Linked DNA regions of Danio rerio: region 1 is linked to region 2. Evidence: chromatin contacts called from public HiChIP or PLAC-seq data. All regions are on one chromosome and are shown on one strand. Each heading gives the region's core, a stretch centred on a gene start, on an enhancer-like site or on the middle of the called end of the contact. The rest is flanking DNA. Distances are from core to core; before and after follow the strand shown. Region 1 holds the start of suds3 (SDS3 homolog, SIN3A corepressor complex component). Region 2 holds the start of txnrd2.2 (thioredoxin reductase 2, tandem duplicate 2).

Region 1 (6,783 bases), core at 3,741-6,240, 150 kb after region 2:
TATATGGGTAAAAATAGGAGCATGTGAGGATACAATAAGGAAAAAAACAAGATTATGTATCGTGAACATTTTCAGGATAGATGTTAACTTAAAATGTTGTCTTTTTATACAAGTATCTCCTTTTTCAATGCTGAGATTTTACGTTTGCCCTCAGAATTTCACTGTAATCTGTACTTGTTTCCATTAGTTGCAACATTTCCATGAGAAAAATGTACATTTAAATGTTTGTACATTCATTTACACAGACATACTCATATATTGGAACGTACTGAAAAAAGTGTTGCATGCAGAACTGTTGCAAACAATTTATTTGTGTTGAATTTAAACAAACAAATTAAGTTTAATAATGTTCAACTTAATTTGTGTGTTTAAATCCAGCCCAAATAAATTGTTTACAACACTTAACATAAAAAATTAAGTAAATTCAAGGAATCATCTTTGAAAATCTTTTTCAGTGTGTTGTGTAAACAAGTCTACATATTGTGTTGGCAATTCCAATCCTCATCTAACTTCACTGCATATTACAAAAACATGTTTTATTATAACAATTGATAGTCATTCAATCATTTTCTTTGGCTTAGTACCTTTATTCATCAAGGGTCACCACAGCGGAATGTACCGCCAACTTATCCAGCATAGGTTTTACACAGCAGATGCCCAGACAGTACTGGGAAACATCCCTACACACTCATTCACACACATACACTACACACACAATTCACCTATTGCTTGTCTTTGGACGTGCAAACTCCTCACAGAAATACCAACTGACCCAGCTTGGACTCAAACCAGCAACTTCCTTGCTGTGAGGCGACAGTGCTAACCACTGAGCCACCGTGGTGCCATTGATAAAGTCAAAACTGTCAAATTAAATTAAAATCTAAATAAAAAAAACATTAAATTCTCTTTATAGAGTGCTGAGATGTTACATTTGTCTGTATTTCACTATTCTTCCAAGTATATGTGGATGTATGCGTGTGTGACTGAGGTAAAGTTGTTTTTTATTCGCACATTCGTTCAGTGACAACACACTCCCAATATTGTCTACCATGATACTTTTAATATTTGACGGAAATCACATGTAAATATGACTTCAAAACAACATTAGCACTATTTAATTGACTGTAAACATTGTTGTACTTTGATAGTCGCAGGCTCCTGATATGATTTCACTATTTAGAGTTGAAAGAATACTTTTCTAAAATTATATTATTAAGAAGAAAGTCCGAATGTGTGAATATAAAAACAACTTCACTTCAATCTGACCCAGCCAGGACTCAAACAAGCAAGTGCACTGAGCCACCGTGTCACCCTTTATAAAGTCAAAACTTCCAAATTAAATTAAATCCTAATTAAAAAACAATTAAACTTACTTTTTAGCATGCTGAGGTGTTACATTAGTCTGTATTTCTCTATTCTTCTAAGTATGCATGTAATATATGTGGATTTATGGGTGTGTGATTGAGGTAAAGTTGGTTTTATGTTTGCACATTCATTCAGTGACAACTTGTCACACGCTCCCTATATTGTTTACCATGATACATGGATATTTGACTGAAATCACATGTAAATATGACTTCAAAACAACATTAGCACCATTTATTTGACTGTAAACGTTGTAAACTGATAGTCATTGGCTGCTAATATGATTTCCCTATTTAGCGTTTGCAAACAATACCTTTCTGAAATTATATTAAGGAGAGAGTCAGAATGTGTGAATATAAAACCAACTTCACCTCAATATGTGTGTGTGTGTGTGTGGTGTGGTGTGTGTGTGTGTGTGTGTGTGTGTGTGTGTGTGTGTTAGTTCAAACTGAGTATTACAAGGTATACTTGTATTACAAGGAAGTCAATTACCAACTTAAGAATTATGAATGTACTGTCTTTACAGCTCACAAGCAAAAAACTGCATTAGATCATAAAACAAATGCAAACATAAGCCCTAAAACCAAAATTATTGGATGTCCTCTGTTTAGTCAAGAGGTTTAGACAAACACGAGTATCATTTGAGCAGTTGTAGTAAATATTCTACTTCGTGAAGTCTAACGCCTGTTTCACACCGCAAGCGTCAGCGGCGCGTGAGCAGAGCGTGAGCAGCGCGTGTGTTTTCGGCGTCCATGTTAACAGATTAGAGCTTTCATACCGCACGCAGCAGCAGCGCGTCAGAGCGAGGCGTGAGCGTCGCCGAAGCAGCAGTGCAGCGATAGTTTCGGCGCTGGGTCTATTTTTGACGCGCTGCTCACGCTCAATTAAAGTGACAGTGCATTGATAATGACCAAAACACATTGAATGACAGTAAAAAGTAGCAATTTTACCCAATAAATGCGTTAATAATGTCAAATGGTTTATATATAGTCATTCAAATGAACTTAAAACGATTAAAAACGGCAACAAACATTTATTTAGGCCCAAACTACAAAACCGAATGTAAAACAATTTTACTATCAGTTTTGCTTAAGTTGCACACTAGTGTTGTAGGAGAGGGGAAATAGAATATTTACGGGATTTGTAGTCCATAGCGAAGTGTATTGTGGGTAGTGTAGTGCGACACGCATGCTGGATGATGTGAGCTCGCTGTGTTCTGTGCAGCTAAGCAGAGGAAGAAAGTTTTAATCGGCTTTGTTTTATGTTCACTCGAGTTATTCCTACCGGGAGCTGTTTGCACTGTGAATCTGACAACACGAAAATAAGTAAAAGAATGACATGCATTAATTACTTTTGTCCGTCTCATCATCTGCACGAGCATGAATTAACGAGCTGTTATTCTGCCGCTGGACATCACTGAAGCGGAGAAATTAACACTAGTTTGATCATGTATAAATATCATTATAACTATATTGTATAAATATGATTATAACTAGGTCTACAGCAACCTGATAATCAAAAAACAAATGACATGATATCACAGGCGATTGTCTTCTGACTGTAGACAATTCTCATATAAGTTAGCTTTAGAAGCATACAGTACTATTTGATCTATAAAATTTGTTAAATAAACATTTGCAGGTTAATGAAACAGCATAGGAGGGGCCTTGGTACAGATGAAAAGTTTAAAAAGTGTATTTGTATATAGAGGGGTAACTAGATAGAATAGACAGAGATAGGTTGATCTCAGCAGCAGCTGCCGAAGAGCTGCGCGCTGCAGACGCAGCTGGTGTGAAAGGCAAACGCCTGCGTGCTGCTACTGCTCGACATACGCGCTGCTCACGCTCTGCTCACGCGCCGCTGACGCTTGCGGTGTGAAACAGGCGTAAAGGTTCAGCAAGGGAAAATCAATCGAGCGCAGAGGGAATCTATGGAGACGCAAATAGTGACACCAGATACGATAAAGACGCTTTTAACAGACGACGGAGCGTAACACAAATAAAACATGCCCTGAAAGACAAAACAGACAGTCTAACGAGGCCATAATAAATCTGTATGCCAAAAAAAAACGACCTTACCCAGACAAGCAAAGCTTTATCTTTAATCCAGGTCCAACTCCATAGAAGTCCAGTTATAAGCAAATGTCTTCTTCAGACGAATGAGCGCTATCCTCAATAAGGAACAGTACAGATCCACTTTATTTCTCCTGTAGCCCTTGTAAGGTGGGATGTCGAAGGAAATAAACTTCCAAACTCATTGCAATCGGCGTCTTGGTGCTCCTGCACCTGAAAACGCATCAACTTGTTTATTTTCGACAGACGTCATGACTATCTCGACCGTCTGTGTGATTATAAATCGCCCATGCAGTTCATTTTATGGTATCCAGCGTGGATGTCGCAATAAACCCCGCGCGACTGACAAAGAGCTGACAAGCATCTGACGCTTTTAAAAACCCATCGTACCTGCTACAAGGTAACAGCGCTGATAAACGATCTCGCGAGTCAAACCGCTTTTTAAACTCAACGCCGCCATCTGCCGGTTGGATGAGGAACAACTCCCCTAGACACAATAGAAATGACAGTAGCTATCAGAAAATTGATTATAACACAGTCAAATGATAATTAGATAGATGGTTTACCGTAAATTATTTCACCTGTCCAGTCAATATAATATAGTATTCAATTTATGTGTAGTTAGATTGAACAAGCAGAGGTTGGATTGGTTTTCTTGCTAATTCATCAAACCATCAAACCATTTAATAACACCTGTTATTAGTTAAATATGTAAATCGATAACAGATCCCTAAATAAGTGTTGTTAGCTTTTATATTTTATTTTAAATAGCTTTGTTGTTGCTTTGTTATTTACAATCAATGTAAAATGTTGTTCATTGTTGTTGCATTTCTTAAACGAATTATTATTAATATTATTATTATTATTATTATACAATTCTCTATATCATATTTTAGACTATATTATTATTATATTATTACATTCGTAAAGTAGTAATAGTTGAAGGAACCTAGACTAGTAGTAGTACTAGCAGCAGCAGTAGTAGTAGATTACGCAATACAATTGAGAGGCTGTCAGAATACTGAATACAGTAATTATTTTACTACAGTTAATATTTATATTTTTCCAAAATAATATTAAATATAATTCACTTACAGTTGATTCCACTTTGTTCGTCAGAAACAATGTCAATAATGATTAAAAACAAACATTCGGTGTTTGTGAATGGGCAAGAAAACCGTAGCCAAAGCAGTCTGTGAGATGAAAATGAAACTCGTTCTGTGTCATTCATTCAACAGACGTAAATAGCGACACTAAAATATAGATGAGCATGTCTTTTCTCATAAGTCATTTCAAAATGACATTCCGTACGCTTACCTGAACGTTATAAGGTTTCATGATTGAGAAGTGTTTAGCCTTATTAACTTCAGAAATTCTTCTTGTTCCTTGAATGATAATAAGAACAATACGCGGACAGAGTACTCTCTCTTTCTCTCTCTCCCCCTTCCCATTTCTTCTTTCCCTTATGTCATAATTGCGCACAAGCGGTTCATACTACATTTCCCATCATGCGCTGCTCGAGCATCTCGACCAATCAGATTCCTCGGCCTACCCTCCCGTTGAAAAAAAGAAGAGGCTCGACAGACTGAAAACGTTGTCGGTGCTGTGTGATTGTTTACACGTTGGTGTTTCCTGCGGTGTTATCAATATTTTAAACTAATAAATGGCCTCGACTTTATTGTCACCCATGGTGGATTATTATAACGACGAGGAAGAGCTAGATAGCGTTGATGAAGATGAAGATCGCAGTTTCAGAGGCAGAGACTCGGAAGAAGGTGAATACGCACAAAAATAGCCAGTTTACATTTTAATACAATTATATAATAAATTATTGATTAAAATTATCATTTTAGTTGTGAACCTGTAAGTTGATAGCTGTTTGAGCGCCGATATATGTTAACGTAATGAAAGTGTATGCATGTGTTTCGACTTGTATGCTCGCTGGGTTTTTGCAACTTCATTTGAATTATTTTATGTTTATTGTGATCGTTTTAGACGTAAATAGGGACTGTGTGGGAATTTAACTACATAATGGCTATAAATGTTGTCATACTTGTGCTTTTTGTGCTCTCCAGCCTGTTGATAAACAGCTAGCAGAGTTAGCATAACGTTACGTCAGGAAGCATGAAGTTACTATGCTGTTAAAATGCTTGTAAAATGAGACCCACTTATTTGTATTAAGATGTATCAGAGGACGTTCTTGCATTCAAAGTAGAATATTAAAAGCTGATTAGTTGTAGTTGCTAATATTTGGTTTGGTTACTTGCTCAGATGTAGGCTCTAGTGGTGTTGTAAAGATTTGATATTAACGTATATTTATGAAAATCAAATCAGTCTTGAACTACAATCGTATTTGAATGCAATTTCTTTTCAAAAATGTTTTGTATTTAACTTGGGTCTATAGAAACCTCCGGAAAATGTAGAAACGTGCTTTGTTTTTATTATGCATTGCCAGCATCCTCAATGCATATAAAGTTCATCATCCAGTTTTGAGAAAAATAAAGAACTGATGAATATCAAATGTTCCCTCACCACATATACAGTTGAAGTCAGAATTATTAGCCCCTCCTGTTTATTTTTTCCCCAATTTCTGTTTAACGGAGAGAACTTTCTCCCAACACATTTCTAAGCATAATAGTTTTAATAACTCATTTCTAATAACTGATTTATTTTATCTTTGCCATGATGACAGTAAATAATATTTGACTAGATATTTTTCAAGACACTTCTATACAGCTTATAGTGACATTTAAAGGCTTAACTAGGTTAATTAGGTTAACTAGACAGGTTAGGGTAATTAGATAATTTATTGTATAATGATGGTTTACTCTGTAGACTATCAAAAATATATAGCCTAAAGGGGCTAATAACTTTCTCCAGAAGAAAAAATATTATCAGACATAATATGCAAATGTCCTTGCTCTGTTAGACATAATTTGAGAAATATAAAAAAATATATATAGTAAAGTCAAAGGGGTGCTAATAATTAAAATATAATTAAAATATTTAAACATTAAAATAAAACCTTAATATTCATTTCAATTCAATTCAGCTTTATTTGTATAGCGCTTTTACAATGTAGATTGTGTCAAAGCAGCTTCACATAAATGGTCATAGTAACTGGAACAGTGTGGTTCAGGTTTTAGTGTTTAAGTTCAGTTCAGTTCAGTTTAGCTCAGTTCAGTGTGATTTAATCATTACTGAGAGTTCAAACACTGAAGAGCAAATTCATCGATGCGTAGCTCTACCAATCCTGAACCATGCGAGGGAGTGGCGACAGCGGAGAGGGAAAAAAAACTTCACCTGATGGGAGTGAAGAAAAAAAACCTTGAGGGAACCAGACTCA
Region 2 (7,054 bases), core at 1,488-3,987:
AGTTCTATTTATGTCACTTAAAGAGATAGCTCACCCAAAAATGAAACTTCTGCCATCGTTTACTCACCTTTCACTTGTTCCAAACCTGTTAGAGTCTTCTTTTAAAGAAAACTGAAAACCTGTAAGCACTGATTTCCATAATAGAAAAAACAAACAATATGGAAGTCAATGGTTACAGGTTTTCAGCTTTCTTCAAAAGATCTTCCTTTGTGTTCAACAAAAGACAGAAACTAACAAATGTGTATAATAACTTACGGAAGAGTAAATAGTGAGAACATTTTCATCTTTGGGTGGACGTTCTTTTTGAAACAAAATCTTAAAGGGATAGTTCACCCCAAAACGAAAATGTGCTTGCTATTTATATTTTCTACATTGTCTACAAATCTGAGTTTATTTGTTTTATGTTGAACACAAAATAAGATATTCTGAAGAAAGCTGAAAAACATTTAAATGGATAGTAGGATAAAGTAAATGTTATGGAAGTCAATGGATATAGGTTTCCAACATTTTTCAAAATATCTTCTTTTGTGTTACCCGTAAAAAAATAAACAGCTTAATAACACAGCACTTCTAGATGCAGTCATGCTACGATATGCCTCTAATATCTAATTCCATGAAACTCACCAGTCATGTGACAGGGTTTCTGGGATTTGCCAGCCATACTTCCTAGCATCTTTGACAGCAGTGCCAAGCAGTGCTGCCTGATGCATAAGCTTCTTTGGAATACAGCCGACATTCACACACGTGCCACCGAGACCCCACTTTGTGCCTAAGAGCAGAGTAATCATAAGCGTAATAAGCACACATACAATCCCAGAAACAAGTTGCCAATTGTAAATGGGTTTGTATGTACCTTTGAGTGAAGGTTCAACATAGTCCAAGACAGCAACTTTCTGTCCTAACTGGGCAGCTGTAATCAAAAAAAAAAAAAAAAAAAAAAAAGTGTCAAGCATGATGAAAGTGTGAAGTTAAAATGTTAAATGTCATTTCCAAAAAAAAAAAAGAAACATTGTGCTAAATGTAATTTTAAACAAGAGTAAATTTAAAAGAGAAGCAATTGGAAACTCGTACCTTCTTTTGAACATGCCAACCCTCCAGAGCCTCCACCAATAACCACCAAATCATAATCAAATTTACCTGCTGGGATCAGGATGAATATATTAAAACTTTTAGATTAATCTGTTCATAATAATTAGCTTTTTAGCTAATAGTTTAGCTACTATTTTCCTGCACAGAGGAATAAAGAGTAGTCTACTTTAAACATGCAGATAAGGCATATTTAATTATGTGCTAAATGAATACATTTCTAACACAAAATCTAACACAAAAGTAAAAAAAAAAAAACTTGTTTCTTTTTTCAATTTTCACAAAAGTCCATTTGTGGTATGTTATCACCCAGAAAGTAATAGATTATGAATATATTCCTCTTTTAAAACCCTTCAGAATGTAATGTTAGATAATAATAAACTGTAAAGCTTTTTATTAAACAGCATTTTAAAATATGTTGTAACTGAAATTTAAACACACAAATTAAGTGTGACAAAGAACAGTTGGGGAAAGCGCTTTAGGAAAAGCCAAAATGACCAAAAAGTCAAATTTAACATAATATTAAGTTTTCAATTAACTTTATATTACTTTTTTCAATTTCCTCAAGATAATTTTTTTAAATTTATTATGGTATGTTAAGTTTTCACTCCATAAAATACTGCTAACAGCCAGAAGAAAATGTGATTATGAATGTTTTCCTCTTTTAAAAACCTTCAGAATGTAACATTAGATAATAAAACTGTAAAGTTTGGCTGCTCAGGTGAAGGTTTACTTTAAAATGCTGTTTTTATCAAAACAGACTTTTAAAATATGTGTAAGTGAAATTTTAACACACAAATAAAGTTTGACACAGAACGTTTGAACAAAAATTAAAATTTGACATTAGGTAAAAAAAAAAAATCATCAATTTCCTCAAGATCATTTTTTATTATAGTATGTTGAGTTATAACTCCATAAAATACAGTGAATAGCCAAAATGTAATAGATTATGAACAGATTTCTCTTTTAAAACCCTTCTGAATGTAACGTTAGATAATAATACAAAGTCTGGCTTATGGAAGTGCTGTTGAAATGGAGGTTTACAGGAATGTTTTGTTTTTAATAAACAATACAGTCTCTTTAAATATGAATTGTAACTAAAATTTAAGGACAAATAGAGAGCGACAAAGTACACATGAGGTACACACGCGTAAGGAAAAGCCAAAAAGACCAACGATATATAATTTGACAGGTGCAGAACAAAACAGTAGTTGTCTGTAGTGTGTCTCTCGGAATAAATTAGGAGTACGGACATCTTAAGAAAAATAATATGGCGAAGTAACTGCCACAATATCTCTTGTTATTTAACAAGTATTACCTGTAAAGTTTCTTGAAAGTATTAAAGTCCTGAAACAGCAGAGAGTTTTCACCCTCTGCCTGCCTCTACTGAAGGCAGCCATACTGTCGACAAGATAAGACCCCTGTCAGAGTTATAGGTGCCCCAAAAGAAGCCTGGCTGAACGTTTCACCATCCGTTACAAATTTTACAACGTCGTATCTGCTATGACCTAGCTTAACAGATAGGTTAGCATGTTTGCCGTCTACAATAACGAGTACAGAATAAAAAGCCCTTTATAAAGTGTTAATTTTGTTCTCCTCAGCTGACTGTACGACGTAAGCGGCGTCAGATTCTTTTTCATTTGAATCGGATCTTTTAAATGACTCAAATGAAACAATATACAACACGACTGTATCAACACCAATCGTGTTTAATCGGTTTGAATAAACTTTAATCATTACGCAGACTATTTTACCCACGATGAACGCAATCGATAAAAGAAAAACAAAAAAAAAATGGAAATAATATAATGATTCAAAAGGTTATATGTAAAATATATAGTTATTAGAGAACCAAATATATACTTCAAAAATCACTATTCTAAATGTAAGATATTATCAAACAAATAACCATCAATACTGCAAAACATATGTGCATGCTTTTCATGGAATTTCTTTAAATTCTTAATGAACTTCTGATTCTTCTGTGTTTTTGCACTTTTGTTTCCCTTTTATATATAACGTTGCTACATGTAAGTAACAGTACTTACCCTTTATCGTTCCCATTTTGGTCAACTTTGTTGTTTTAAAGTGCAATATAAATAAAATTGTATTGAATTGCTCTGTGAAGTACAAAAAAAGTTCACAAAAATGTTCAAAAGAACCGATTCCAGAAAATGATTCGAACACTCAAAATGAGAGGCGGGCAAAGAATGTTGACATTTGACCAATCCAAATCAAGAGCACGGTCAGTCGCTACAAGATGATTGGCTGTGCCACCGGCTACAGAGTTCGGTGAAAAACCATAACAAAACTGTAGGGGGAGACAGAAGCTCTTCTTTATCTGCAGCACAGCGGCGTTTATATCTCTTAACCCTTCTTGCACAACAGCCGTGAGTCACCATGCCTGTGGATATCAATGAATGGACAGGTTCTCTAGCGCTTACAGAGGTGGAGGAACCGCCAGCAAAGCCTCTCACTGTCAAATATGACTCTGTGGAGATTGACTCGCTGGGAAAAGTGTGCACACCCACGCAGGTCAGAGAAACATAAAACGCGCATGTAGAAAATAGGCCAGGGCGTCCCGTTAGCGATGCCTATGCTTCACAAAGGATTTGCTGATGTTTGGAATAAAACTGGTCGACTGTTTTAACAAATTTTTGATCATTTAAATGTATAAATGTGCTCTTGTTGCATTTGAATTTACTAAAGGTCGTTGAAACGAATGCAGCCAGTGTGTAGTTATATAATGGGGACAACGGTCGCATGCAGCAAAAGTTGCATCTGTCCAGAAATTCCACGATCACGTGACCTGACTTTGCATTACCTCATGCAAAATTAGAGAGATGCTAATTAATGGGTCAAAGCCTGAATTAGAACAGAGACCTTCATAGCAATAATAATAATAAAAAAAATAATAAAATGGGGCAAAGAGTTCTGGAAGTTGACTGAATAATAATTACAAGCTAATATGTATTTTAAAGGTGTTTATAAAGTTAAATGTATTTATTTATATGGAAATAATTATAATAATGTTATATATATATACGTAGATATATAAATGCAACAGTTACATGTTTATTTTCTGCATGATTACAGTATATATATGATGCAGGGATTCAGTTAAAAATCTTACAAATTATGGTGCATTATAAACAATTGAATATATGAAGTTTTATAATTACAAATGCATATGTAACAACTGAAGTGGAACATAATAAACCACATTTGGTTTGTATTAACTAATTGTTTGCACACAGTTTTTTTACCACACAGTAATTGAAAGACCACATTTAAATTAACTTTTCAGATCATTACTTAAAGTGCAATAAAAATTAATCAAATAAAATCGAAGTTAATCTAATTATACACTTTTTTGACCATATTCTTGTTCATACTCAATAATTATCTGTACCAATGCAGCAAAACGGCATTATTAATTATCAAAATATATAGTGAGCCTGAAATTATTCCACAATTTTCTCGGCCATATTCTTGTTCAGTCTCCATAATTATCTGTACAAATGCATCAAATTGCCATTATCAATTATCAAAATATATACAGTTGAGCCCAAAATGATTTACACCCCAGGAGTATGTATAAATAATTTCAGGCTTGACTGCAAATCCCAATGATCTGCTAACTGTAAATCTATTAACTGTAAATCTATAAATTTACATTATGCATTATCATTCATTCATTTTCTTTTCAGTTTAGTCCCTTTATTAATCCGGGATTGCCACAGCGGAATGAACCGCCAACTTATCCAGCACGTTTTTCACGCAGTGGATGCCCTTCCAGCCGCAACCCATCTCTGGGAAAACATTATGCATTATAATCTATAGTATTTCAGATTATAGTATTCTTGCTTAGTGTAAAACTCACTTTGCAGGTGCAGAATCGGCCCACATCTATTGAATGGGAAGGATGTGACCCGAGTAAGCTCTACACGCTGGCCATGACTGATCCAGACGCACCCAGCCGAAAAGACCCCAAATTTCGGTGTGTTTTCAGATCAGTCCCATTCATCATATCAGATCCTAAACTGTACACTTTCTCAGGACTCCCTAGAAAGTTTACAGTTGACGTTAAAATTATTAGCCCTCCTGTGAATTATTGTTTCCTTTTCAAATGATGTGTAACAGAGCAAATGTTCACAGTATGTCCTATAATGTTTTACCTCCTGGAAAAAGTCTAATATGTTTTATTTCGGATAATTGATAATTTTTTAAAAACATTTTAAAGGTCAATATTATTAAGCAATATTTTTATCCATGACTTGCCTAATTACCCTAACTTACCCTAACCCTACCCTTACTATAACCCTAGCCATTAAATGTCACTTTAAGCTGAATACTAGTGTCTTGAAAAATATCTAGTATAATATTATGTGCTGTCATCAGGGCAAAGATAAAATAAATCAGTGATTAGACATTAGGTATTAAAACTATAATGTTTAGAAATGTGTTGAAAAATCTTTCTATTAAATAAAAATTGGGGGAAAAAATATAGAGGAGAGCTAATAATTCTGACTTCATCTGTACATGTTTGAGGCAGGATACTTAATCTGTTTTAATTGCTGTGTTTAATCTCAGGGAATGGCATCACTTCCTTGTGGTCAACGTGAAAGGTAATGACGTCTCCAGTGGATGCGTCATGTCAGACTATGTTGGCGCAGGACCCCCGAAGGGAACTGGTAAGAGATTAGATAATATCATGTCATTTTAAGCTAGCCAGTGCTACTGTAAGAGATGTTTACACATTTAGGCTATAAAATAAGGTATAAAAACAAACTAAAAACAACTAAAAGTTATCACAATATTTCCCCAGTTGATTGATTACAATAAGAATTGCCAACATTTTTTTATTTTTTGCTATGAGTTGACAGAAACTATATTTTTAAGGTTGGCGTGAATCAGAAGTTGTTGAGACTTTTAGTTTAGTATGTTGATGTACTTCCTACTGAAACAGAATATTGAGTAGGGGCGGGGCTTTTTTTAGGCATCATTCCCACATAGCAAACTAAAGGGGCATATTGTGAATATTGTGGCTGAAGCTGTCAAACTGACATCAGAGAAGGACTGCCACTCCAAACACTAAAGCAAATGGTCAGATTTTGATTTAAAATGACCAAAACAACCCATTGATTGTAAAATTCTATTTTTTGGACATATACCTGAGGAATGGATAAATATCTAATGAATATTTTGTTGGTAGCTGTCAAAAAGAGCATTACAAAAAAAGGTTGCCACATAAAAGTCCTACCCTAAATGCGTGGATAGAAATTACAATAGAAATTTATAAAATGGAGCAAATGACCACATTTGTAAATCAGAAAATGGAACAATTTATTTCATTCTGGGAAAAATGGATCCATAGACCTGAACCTTTTTGTTAACCTAAAATCGGACGGATCACTCCCTACATGTACATAGTTTTGTTGCTGATGTGTATGTATATCTTATTTTACTGATTTATTCATGTATTTTTACTTAATTGTCCCCCTCCCTTTTTAAATTGAATTATTATTAGTTTTTTATTACAATTAATTATTTTTGTTTTTTCATTAGTGTAACATTAGTGTACATGAGCACAAAAGGAAACCATATATTGCTGAAAGAGAAAGTGGATGTACAGAATTTGTGCTTATATTTGTGAGTGTATTCAGATGTGTGATCTCTGACATGTACCTGATGCAATTGTAAAACCTTTTTGAGAAAATAAAAAAGATCACTAAAAAAAAAGAAAGAAAATGACCAATACAAATGCTGCTTTTCAGTAGATTAACTTCACCTAAAGTATAACGATGTGCGCTAACAAAAGAAACATTGCAAATTTTGATTTTACACAGACTTTAAGGATTGCAAATCTTATATTAAATTTTAAGTCTAAAGACCTCGTAGAAGGTGATATGCTCTATTAATGATCCTATTAGTGCTGTTTTGTGTAGCATATAAGGCCTGTCATTGT

The links. HiChIP or PLAC-seq counts read pairs in DNA pulled down with a chosen protein or histone mark.
Region 1: an H3K4me3 HiChIP or PLAC-seq map of gastrula embryo shows a contact between it and region 2, with 2.2 times the contacts expected there. The contact joins the promoter of suds3 here to the promoter of txnrd2.2 in region 2. A contact is called at or near these places in 3 of 18 Hi-C or Micro-C datasets (caudal fin, hematopoietic stem cells and an unstated tissue) and 1 of 4 datasets of contacts at active chromatin or transcription factors (gastrula embryo).

What each region holds. Positions count from the first base shown.
Region 1 is chr5:16,227,357-16,234,139 of GRCz12tu, forward strand. It overlaps suds3 (SDS3 homolog, SIN3A corepressor complex component), which reads left to right and starts at 4,991. Exons shown (of 12, transcript NM_001431113.1): 1 at 4,991-5,212. The coding sequence starts at 5,101. taok3a (TAO kinase 3a) reads right to left here and starts at 4,892. Exons shown (of 20, transcript XM_073951993.1): 1 at 4,755-4,892. It also overlaps a transcript of srrm4 not described here.
Region 2 is chr5:16,084,025-16,091,078 of GRCz12tu, forward strand. It overlaps txnrd2.2 (thioredoxin reductase 2, tandem duplicate 2), which reads right to left and starts at 2,738. Exons shown (of 17, transcript NM_001353396.1): 1 at 2,405-2,738; 2 at 1,072-1,140; 3 at 854-910; 4 at 625-769. The coding sequence starts at 2,486. It overlaps pebp1 (phosphatidylethanolamine binding protein 1), which reads left to right and starts at 3,440. Exons shown (of 4, transcript NM_213323.2): 1 at 3,440-3,621; 2 at 4,977-5,086; 3 at 5,680-5,780. The coding sequence starts at 3,487. It also overlaps a transcript of srrm4 not described here.